Regions from separate parts of the Mus musculus genome. Here all the other regions are linked to region 3. A link is a contact called in public HiChIP or PLAC-seq and Micro-C data. All regions are on one chromosome and are shown on one strand. Each heading gives the region's core, a stretch centred on a gene start, on an enhancer-like site or on the middle of the called end of the contact. The rest is flanking DNA. Distances are from core to core; before and after follow the strand shown.

What was found. Hi-C and Micro-C count contacts between places; a contact is called where the count stands out from the background. HiChIP or PLAC-seq counts read pairs in DNA pulled down with a chosen protein or histone mark.
Region 1: a Micro-C map of muscle stem cells shows a contact between it and region 3, with 5 times the contacts expected there. The contact joins two enhancer-like sites. A contact is called at or near these places in 2 of 15 datasets of contacts at CTCF or cohesin (the NIH/3T3 cell line and embryonic stem cells), 25 of 484 Hi-C or Micro-C datasets (the C2C12 cell line, Sertoli cells, cardiomyocytes and 13 more) and 5 of 115 datasets of contacts at active chromatin or transcription factors (astrocytes, embryonic basal ganglia, fibro-adipogenic progenitors and 2 more).
Region 2: a contact with region 3 is called in an H3K27ac HiChIP or PLAC-seq map of VIP interneurons, with 7 times the contacts expected there. The contact joins two enhancer-like sites. A contact is called at or near these places in 2 of 115 datasets of contacts at active chromatin or transcription factors (VIP interneurons and differentiating embryonic stem cells).

The regions. Positions count from the first base shown.
Region 1 is chr8:109,185,946-109,189,438 of GRCm38.p6, reverse strand. All of the region lies in intron 5 of D030068K23Rik (RIKEN cDNA D030068K23 gene), which reads right to left. The region is part of intron 1 of 4922502B01Rik (RIKEN cDNA 4922502B01 gene); the gene reads left to right. Among named protein-coding and RNA genes, the nearest start is that of 4922502B01Rik, 62 kb to the left of the region's middle. Within about 2 kb of position 1,563, at least 24 of the 459 cell types and tissues checked have an H3K27ac peak or open chromatin away from gene starts, as enhancers often do. A contact at or near this core is called in cortical neurons and muscle stem cells, where this site is marked.
Region 2 is chr8:109,359,491-109,363,017 of GRCm38.p6, reverse strand. No RefSeq gene overlaps it. Among named protein-coding and RNA genes, the nearest start is that of Gm35145, 100 kb to the left of the region's middle. Within about 2 kb of position 1,912, at least 64 of the 459 cell types and tissues checked have an H3K27ac peak or open chromatin away from gene starts, as enhancers often do. A contact at or near this core is called in VIP interneurons, where this site is marked.
Region 3 is chr8:108,894,542-108,898,031 of GRCm38.p6, reverse strand. All of the region lies in intron 4 of Zfhx3 (zinc finger homeobox 3), which reads right to left. Among named protein-coding and RNA genes, the nearest start is that of Mir3108, 41 kb to the left of the region's middle. Within about 2 kb of position 1,386, at least 138 of the 459 cell types and tissues checked have an H3K27ac peak or open chromatin away from gene starts, as enhancers often do. A contact at or near this core is called in VIP interneurons, cortical neurons and muscle stem cells, where this site is marked.

The DNA.
Region 1 (3,493 bases), core at 314-2,813, 290 kb before region 3:
GGGCTGGCTTTTGTAGCGTGTTCCCGAATCTGGGTTTCAGACCTTTCATTAAGTGGAGGTACTGTTTCTCTCTGTTGTAGTACTGGAGAGCGTGGCTGGCTGCTCACTTGATGTTACTATCACTAGAACACTCCAGGAAGTCCATGGGAGCTAAGACAACTTTGTATCTCATTTCTTATTCACACGGCCCATCTCTGACTCAAGATGTACACAGTGCAACACTTGTTCCAACCAACACTAAGAAGGAAATCTCCTGCTCACTGGCATTTCACCTTCAAAGCGGCTGGCCAGCTAGCTAGGTGTATGCTCTTTGGATAGCTCAGGCATTCGGAGAGTAGGTCCTATCTGGGTCATTCAAGTGATGGCCTTGAAATGCACCCGTTTCTTCCCTTTACAGGGATGACAAGGAGAATTTGCAAGGCGAAAACTCCCTAAAAAACGGCCCTTTGCTTATGGTCCACTCTCTCGGTCCTTTATGGTTTGTTTTGGTTTGGTTTCCCACGCACCAGAGTGTGTCTTCATCTCTCACCTCGAAGTCCTTTGTCTTAAGGCCTCTGCTACCACAAACAGGTTGAATCCTGTTACCAGTGGTGTTAAGCAACCTACATGTCCTTAACCTGAAAATTCTTCACTACAGTCACACCTTCAACAGTCATGTGAACACAGACTCTTTGGAGTATTTTTCTATCTAATCTCGAGACGTGCCCTGACCCCACGAAATTTACCCTCAAAGGCTAGAGCCCTGGCTAAAACAATTAGGGGTAATTACTGAAAATACACAGTCTGTCATGAATTGAACCTTATCAAATGACCAGTTGGTACATTCTCATTGCCAGTTTTGAGCATCTCTTCTGCTGCCAAGGCATTGGGATCTCTCACTTTGTTCATTTCAAATCTGCTGATCTCCCAGAAGCAGGGCCCATGAAAAACTGAATGACCCTGATGACGCACTCTGTCTCGGATTCTCTCTCTGTCTCTTTGTTTCTTTCTCTTTCTGTCTCTCTGTCTCCCCCCCCCCCACCCCAATCTACTTATCTCCTTCTCCCCCTTACCCACCCTCTATGTTCATGAGTATAAAGAAATGATTGTTTCTGTAGCTTTAGGTCTGAATGCTTGTCACTCCATTTGCAATAATTCAATTTATCCTCTTCAGCTGCACTCCTTGCTTCCTTCAAATCTCCATGCAGGCAAGCTTGGCTAATAAATTTTGATTAATGTAGCCGAATATAGACTCCCACCTCGAGCCCCCTTTCCTTGGTATACTACCATCGGGCTGGTTAAAGAGAGAAGGAAATAAGAATACAGTCAGAGGGAAGGAATGGAGACGGGGTAAAATAGTAATAAAAAATAATTATATAAAAATGCTAAAGATACCACATCTGTCTTTTTGCTTAGCCCACTGAGCTTGGCAGTTCCAGACTTAAGCCATTGTCCATGTTTTAGCAGATATGGAAATGGGAAAGGAGAAGAGGATGTTTATGGGCAATTATTAAATAGTGCAGAAAAAAAACAGAGTCTTTATTACAGTGGTAAGGGAGAGAGGAACGGAGAGAAATTTCTTTCCACAGATTTGCCTTTGTGATCTGGAAGGTGCTGTTCCCCTGCTTACACTCTGTTACCCTGGCAACACACTCCTGTAAAATAAAGATTATTAAAGCGCATATGATTATTTTGCTGCTGAGTGAATAAGACAAGCCGCTTCTGAAATGCCTTATCAGAGAAATTCAATTTTAGACCAAATTGTGTTTTTGCCTCCTTCTGGTTCTCCCTCCCCCCGCCCCCCACTTCAAATAAAACCATCATCCCCGCAGTTACCACGCGACAGTTACCACACGACACTTTGTTACTTATTCACACCCTCGGTATTTCCAGCTTTCTTTTAATTTCAGGAAAGCCTCACCCCCATTTTCATTATTGTCCTCCCCCCGCCCTCAAGCGGACTACCACTGTTTGCAAATCAGAATTGGAAAGTAATGTGGCTAGGCTTTGATTTGATTATTTAGGACTTGTAAAAAATATCGGGTTCTGTACCACACATAAATGCTTATATTATACACCCAATAAGCAATATTTCACTGAAGAACGGCGTAGAAAGTGAAGATGAGGCATGTGGTGGTCCTTTAAAGGTTGCAGATGCAACTGCTCCAGTCACCCACAACAGCCAGGCTTAGTGTCCTGGGCTCAGTGTCCTAGTGACGGCGTCCTAAGGTGTGCAGTTACTGCAAAGACGGGCAGCTTCACAGCTGCAATGGCTGCCCGGTGTACCTTTGTTGTCTGTTACCTCTGTATTTGCTATTCAGTCAGTGATGATGACAGAGAGTTATGAGGAGGGCAGAGATTATTCAACAGACTCCATAGGCTCTTTTAATATTCTCCTGATGAGATAGTAACATCAACTTTGCTAGAGCTGCCATGTGATTTTTTTTTTTCCTAGAAGCTGTACCTTTGAGTCTCTTCAGGGTCCAAGTGTAAGTCAGTAGTGATAGAAAAAAAAATAAGAAAAGGGGAAAAGGAAAGAAAGAGAGGAGGAAGGGAGGGGGAGGAAAGGAAGAGAGAGAGAGAGAGAGAGAGAGAGAGAGAGAGAGAGAGAGAGAGAAATTGGTACCTGTAAGCTTGTATCATTTCCATACAGTATGAAAAAAAAAAAAAAGAAACCATTTAAAAATGTTAAATATAACAATTAAATCAGCATGGAAGGAGAGGTGGGAATGATGGAGTCTGTTCAGAAAAAAAAAAAAAAAAGACTCCAGTTGAGGCTGTACAGAGTAGATCCATAGCCTGTCTGTGAAACCTGCTGAGAGACATGGGTGCACAGAAACAGCACCAGGCGACCTGTATCCTACACGGCCAGGCAGTGGGCAGCTGAGATGGATGTCACTGCCTTCACCAGGACTGTTCATGGGACACGTCCTTACTGCTAGAAGGCACTGGCATGTAACGGGATACTGCCGTGTCTCACCACATACATGCACACACACATCCTTGCAAAAACACGTGCAGCAGCGTCTGGTGTTGATATTCTAGTCCCACGTAATTGCTTTCCTTTATTTTGTTGACATTCATTTTCAAGCCTGACTCAGAACCACCACTAGGAAAGTAAGCAGGTAGGGCCTTGGTTGTCAATTTATTTATTTTTTTTTATTTCACTAACTGCAAATCTGTGCTTGTTTGCAAGAAACTTACGGCATTTGGTACTTAGCAGTGCTAGAAATCCCAAGAACAAGTAGGATGTTGTATCAGTTTCTTTGATGAAGCAAACCATACATCCTATTATTCACTGTATGTGGGTGAGCTACCACCACCAGGAAGCTCACTCCTGGCTGTAATTCACTCCCAGCACTGCCCAGAAGGTGTCACCACAGCCTCATTGGCTTCAAGGATTTGGGGACAAGTGGGGAGTAGGAGGCAAAGGGAGAAAAACAGACACAAAGAAGGGGAAAAAAAGTGTTCACGCAGACAAAGGAAAACAAGACAATGTGCCAGGCAATAAAAC
Region 2 (3,527 bases), core at 663-3,162, 460 kb before region 3:
GCGATGTAGAAGTTCAGTGTCCCCAGGGAGTCCCCCGCACCATCCACCGAAGACTTGGGACTAGGCATGCTTCCAAGTCCACAGGAGGCCCCTGAAGGCCAGGCAGTGAGCTGCCAAAGTGAGGACTATTCGTGTATCTTTCTCTTCTCTCTTGGATTGCCTCATCTCCAAAATGACTGCCCTGCTGAAAATGAATAAAGGGCCAACTTACTCACAAATCTGGGACATAGTTTTAAGCCGAATCCTGCTCTTCCTAGAAGAAATGTATATTGGGGTGTGTGTGGGGGTGCAGTATAACATTACTTAGGACCTGGGAAAGAATAGAACCAGCAGCAAGCCAATAAATTCACTCACAGGTTAGGAAATTCTCATTACTTTGAAATCAGCTCCATCCTTCAGATCTTGACTATCAGGCAGATTTTTTTTCCCCTCCATTTTAGTGAACTTGCTAGAAAAAAAAAGAAATGCTGTGATTTCAAAAACCAACATATGGCTTGATCCTTTACGGAGAGCTAAGGGCAATTTACATCTGTTACCCTTATATAATTTCTTCCAAATTTTCCTTCTCGGGCAATGGAGGCAGCTCAGTTGGTGAAGTGCTGACCAGATTCTCATTCGTCTCTACCAACCATGCAGACGAGCACTGCTTAGCTGGCTGGCCAGAAGAGCTCAGAAGCAGCTCTGCAGATTGTGTGTCTAAATATTTTAAAAAATTAAAAACGAAATGGTTGGCGTGAAGCACATTCTGACTTCAAACTCTGATAAATATCTATCTTCCCAACAGCCTGGAAGGCCACGTTCTAGTAGGAACCTTTAGACTGTAGACTGTAAGAGGCCCAGAGGGGTAGTTAGCAGGTCCCAGACTGTAAATCCTTCCTTTCCCTTACCCTAGTCTTATCTCTTGCTGTGAATGTTTTTACACACTTGTCAAGGACGCTGCTTACACACCTAACATCCCTCCCCACTTCTGTACACAGTTATTATCTTGTCCCCCTTGGCTCCTAGTCCAGCTTTCTGATGCAGACCAAAAGGGTGGTCTCAGAGAAGACTCCTGTACAGGCCCTAGGGGCAAGCTTGAAAGTCAAGAGTCCTAGAGAATGAAATGTGGTTTGGAAGTGGAGAGGGTCTTAGCAGTGAGTGGATTCCCCACCTTTCTTGATCCAAGGGCTCCTTATACAATGTGGAAGCATGAGGCAGGGCTGGGTCACAGCTCTCTAAGATGGAGTCCAGAACAGGGGCCCCGAGGCTCTTCCTCCTGACTCTGTACTCTGCTGTTGCCAGTGTGGAGAGTATGTGCAAACTCTCTTAAATCTAAGAGCTTCAGTTTCCTGGGCTATAGAAGGGATCATAAAGTGGCTACGGATGTCACTATACATGCTGGTAAAGAAGTATAAATATATTTAATACTGTGTGGGAGAACGCTCTATAAAGATATCATTTCCTAGTCATGAGTTATTCTTGCGCTATTTTTCTTCCCATTTTTACCATGTACTAAATCAAAGGGCAACACGGCTGCTGACCGCGCACACATTTCCATGTTCTCATGGACATATAATCAAAAAAAAAAAAAAAAAAAAAAAAAAAAGCAAAAATGGAGGTATGATGACAATCGAGGTGGGAGTTAATAAATACCGCTTAGATTTTATTTTCCCCAAACCTGATGATTCTTCCAGGGCCAGGTTCATTTCCTGAAGCCTGTGGAGGTGCGCTAATTTGCATAAGTGATCTAGGCTCCCGTATGGATGTTGTGTAAGGGACATTACTCTTCTGCTACCAGGCGGGATGACTGTCGTATTATTCAGGAAGCCGAATGAAATCTCATCGGCTCAGCAGGCAGAGAATAGCAGCGTACCTTTGTGGCGGAGGCAGACAGCGGAATGAGCGGGGTGTGCCCGGGAATGAATCACGCCATGAGCCTCTGCATCCATAAAAATGAGGCTGATCTCGGGTCAGGCGGGCGGGTGATGTGTCACAGAGGCAGGTTAAACTGACTCGACCCTCTGGCTGGCTGATTTGAAGCTGACAAAAGGGGCCGTGCTGTGGCTCTGGGCTCTGAATCTCTTTCTATTGTCTCAGGCCATTTTGAACTAGGAAAATTTCTGGATGTTTCCCCCCCGCCCCGCTCTTAGGATTTTTTTTTCCTTCTTCTCTAATAAAATCCGTTTTATTCCTATTTGCACAGAAATTCAAATCAGTTTTATTCTTGGGGTAAGTATTTTGGAAAGTTGCAGGGGCTGTATATTTACATACATCCCCCCCCCCTTTTTTTTAAATCTTGCTAAACAGAACAAATCTGTCCTATTTCTGCTTTTGCTTTTCAAAAGCAATTACTACCCTGCCATTTCTAGACATTCGGGCAGAAGAGACTGCCTTGATTACCCATCCGTCCGTGTCCCTCCCCCTTTCGGCTTCTGCACTGCTAGGGAAGGATTCAATTAAATGAGGTGTCAGCAGAGTTACAATGGTTTCAGGTCATAGACGGCGGGGGGCGGGGGGGGAGCTGCAGAGCCCTCCACAGCTGCCCCATGTATGTAAATGTATACATTTATGTGAGGGTTGTCACTTGCGGGACTTTCTCCTCCAGCTCTTCCCTGATCAAAGGTGATTGCTCAGGCAATCACTGCAAGGAAAGATTGAGCCAGGGCCCCACGTTCTTGTGCTGTTGGGGTTTAATTGTTTGGAATAATGGTACGTGGGTGTCTCTCTTTTGCACAGGCACACACAAAATTTTGCAAATGGCTGTGCCAGCACACAGAGGATAGCCTTGTAGGAAAAGATCCACTTGCCCCTTCCATCCTTAAGAATTACATGTACACAGTGCTATCTGCGACAGAAGGCAGTCACCAGCAATCGCAGCAAAAGCAACGTGGCAGCTCACATTAAAGTTACATTTTTGGAAAAGATTCGACATTTTTATTTTCATACAAATAGTTTATACAGAGAAACAGCTACAGTTTTAAAAAAAATGGGAAAAGGATACAGGAGAAGCCACAGCAACAAAACACACAGATTCCCTAAACTGTTCCTGTTGTTAGGTTTGTCCTTCTGTGTACAACCACGGAAATCCCAGGTCTCTGTGCAAACACTTCATGTGAAAAAAAAAAAAAAAACCTCTCAGATCCATTTTGCTTTGTGTAGACGGCTACAAGGACACCCTGAGTAGTCTACCCTCTTCACAGCATTCTAGGCGATTCTGTTTTTGTTCTCGTATGACACAGGCGTGAAGAGGTATTTTAACTTGCACCAACAAATGTAATGAGAGATCCTCAATGCAGAAAATTCGATCTCGCTCCATAATTCTGTGTCTGGGAGCCAGCCCGACACTCCCGTCATGGGCTCTGGCGAGTCCTTGGTCACACACAGAACACAGGCTCTGCACTTCTGCGCTCATTTCAGCCTCCCGAGGCCTGTCAAATTTTAATTATTATTATTATTATTTGGATTAATTGGTTCCTTCTTGGGTGAAAGAGAGAACGGTGGGTGGACCTCCCTCCCTGCTGCTACATCAGCGCTGCAAAGCAGGCACC
Region 3 (3,490 bases), core at 137-2,636:
CAGGGATATGGCTGGACAGCCAGGTTTGGTAGAAAAGCACAGAGCTGTGTGTGGCTCTCACCAGGGCTGGCCAACTTGCTGTTCCGCTCGCCAAGAGAGGAGAGGGACTGGAGACAGGCCAGGCAGGGGGGAGGAGGCAGTGGGAGTCAGGTAAAAAGTGCCTACCTTTGGGAGCCCCTTCCAGGCCTGCCAGGGATGTAGCAAAGGCAGAAAGACTAGGCTGAGAGCCAGAGCAGGGTCAGGAAGGTATGCCCCCCCCCAAGGTGGGGGGCAAATGATAGAGCCTGGGGGGTAGAGGCCAGAAAGTGGAAACTCAATGAATAGGAAGCAAAGACTGGGCCAACTCTGTCCAAGGAAAAGCTAGTGTGGGTTTTCCTCATTGAGCAAAAGCCAGAAGAGGCAGCTCGCCAAAGCCAGGCTCCACCCCACCCCACCCCCCATTTCATTTCACCAAAACTGTGTTTGGGGAAGGGGCCAGGACAATCACTGGAGCCTTAGCTTGGCTCGTTCCTTTTACAGTGCATTTCCCAGAATAAACCACCCCAAGGCTTCATCTATCTCCAAAAAAGGAAACTGCTAAAAACCCTTCTTTCTGTCCAGCCCCTGAATCACACAGACAGAGAGCCGCCCCCACCTCTGGGTTTGGGGATGGGGAGCAGAGGAGGTCGAGGGGCGACTGCTTAGGTCTGACCCTAATTGCTCTTGTGGATGCTGTGCAGTGTGGGGGGCTGATCCCCACACTGAGCAGTTAGGGACTTCCCAAAGCATTAACCTTTCTTGGAGTGTACTGTACTGGGAGGTGCTCCCTCCGCCGCCTATTCAGGGGCCCTATTGATTCACTGCACACTCGGTGCCTTCAAAGTTGTTTATGATCAATATGCAAATTGCTCATGGCATTGATCTAGTATTAATTTTCAATTAGGGAATCCACAAGGGGTCTCTGAGGGTCAATACCTAACAATGCAAAGCGAACTCCGCTGCAGAGAACCACCCGGGCCTGATGTTGCTAAAAGCTTCCCTAAGCCACCTCCTTCTATGGCCAGGCCCTCTGGGCTGCTCCTGTGCATGGCTCATTTGGTTCCCTGTGAAGTCAGGACCCCTTCATTCGGCAATCTCGCAGGCTGGATCCGTGGCTGCTGCCCTGTGCCACCACCACCCCCAGGCAGTGCCCAAGGAACCCTTCCTGGCCTTCCAGTGTGCTCCCCTGACATCCAGCCTCTTGAGTTGGTGCCCCCGGGCATGCCTCCTCAGCTCCCCGGCTCCCCATGCCACACCCTGCCCAGACCACTCTCTCCCCCGGCTCCCCAACCACACATACCTTCTTCCTCCCTCTCTCCCTCTCCCTTGTTTCTGCTTAGTCACGGAACGTCACCTTGGCATGCTGCCACGGCTGGAGCTGGCGAGCTGCATGGTCCCCAGAAATCTCAGGCAGTCAGGCAGAGCCGCCAGGCTGCCAGGTTATACTTGGCAATCACCCCACTGATGTCATTTCAGAAAACCAGGGGAAGGGAAAGGGCCCCGGCTTCAAATCATCTGTTTCTCTTTTCTTTTAGCAAAAAAGAAAAAAAAATTCTTCCTAGTGAAACGTGGGGGTTGGGGGGCTTAATTACTTTACCAACCTTGCTCATGGTTCCCAGAAGAGGCCATGGCCCGCCCTCCAGGAGCGCAGGGGAATGCCTGTGAGCTTCAGATGGGGTGTCCTCAGGGAGAACATGCCCAGCTGGGACCAGAGTGACCTGGGGACTCAGTCATTCCATTACACCCCTAACAGCCCTTTGGAGACCTGTAGGAAGGCTGTTCAGCGGAAGGGTAGGAAGAGAAACGCATCTATCCAGCTGCGCCTCCAGGTGTGGGGCTCTGCTGCACTCCAGTGTTGGGGCTCAGCAAGCTGGCAGCCTTTTCTCTCTGCCAGGATCAGAGATGTTTCCTTTCTCCACCTAGAACACTCTGCAGAGGGCTAGGATCTCTTCCGTGGAGCTTCCTGAAGACCCAAACCATGCCACATGGGTAGTTAGTTATCTGCCCGCTTTCTGTGATGCCATGCATTGGGCTAATCTCTGCGCGTTAGCTAGCTAGGCTAATTGGTTTATGGATAACATTAATTACCATGTTGCTCATTAATGGATGAAATCTTTATTGGTGCCATTGATCAGGAGACTTGTTAGCTGGCCTCCTAACCAATGGTGGATGTAACAAGCTCTCTTATTGGCATATCAATTAATTCAATCAATTCCTGGCCAGCGGCTGCCATTCGGTTTCCGAGTTGCTCAGGGACAGGAGACAGAGCCATGTCCAGCATGCCTGGACTTGAGCTGTCTACCAAAGCCCAGCTGGTCTGGGTGCTATTCAGGGTTCATCTAACAGAAAACAAATGTCCTTTTCTTTCCCCTGCTCTTGCATTTGAAAACCATCCTTCTATATTTTAGGGATGACAGAATGGTTTTGTTGTGTGTGTGTGTGGGGGGGGGGGGCGGCTATGAGCTGGAGGGAGATAGTGGAGGGACTGGGGCAGGAAACAGAAGGACTGGAAAAGTCAGATGTGTCTGCAGAAGGGGCCAACACAACAGTCTGATCCCCAGGCTGGAACCTGGCCATGCTCGCACGCAACCATGGGACCAGCATGAAAACACCTACTCCAGCCATCAGCTCTTGGGACAATCTAGGGCACTGTCTCAAGCCACTGGCCTCTTCGGAGCAGTCACACCAGCTGTTCTGTGCACCGTGGACACGCGCACTAATACCCAGCAATTACAGGCATGAGTTGAAAATAGTATCACACACATCTTTCAATCTGAGCTCCTGCATACAAAAAGACTACCACATCAGCAACAACCACTGCCCATTGGCATCACATGATCAGCTAACCTACATGCAGAAGCGGAACTCTGCTGTTTCAAAATATATACAATAGACCAGTTCAACCATACCTATATGATGGCAGCCATAGTCGGGGAGATGTTGTCAGGCTCAGTGAGTGTTTAGGTGCACTGTTTTAGAAAAGAATTGGGGTGCTGCAGACATGGGGTGTGCAGAGTTAGAGCTGGACCCAAGTGACTTCTAGTAACTACGAATGCCAGAGAATTATCACGACGGCAGAGGGGGTGAGCCAAGCCTTCGGCTTTGAGAAAAAACATGGAGACTGCCTAGCTCTCAAGACACAGTCTTCAAAGTACTAACTGGAGTTCACCGCCAAAACCAGCACTTGAAATATTACTCCAGGCCTGTTTCTAAAGTTTAAGCATGTTTTCTTTTGTTTTGTTTTGGGGGGGGGGTTTAAAATTAAATTTAAAAAAGGAAGAAATGACTGTTCCACTCTGTGGTACTAATGCTATTTGTAAACTTCGCAAACACGAGCATTTAGTTGAAGGACAGTTTGTACAAGCGACAAAAGCCAGCGAGGAGAGGGTGTCATGGAGAAAGAGAGCAGCCGTTTCCCCAGCAGTGACAGAACACAGGCGCTGGCTGAGGCCATGATGGGGGACGTAATTCT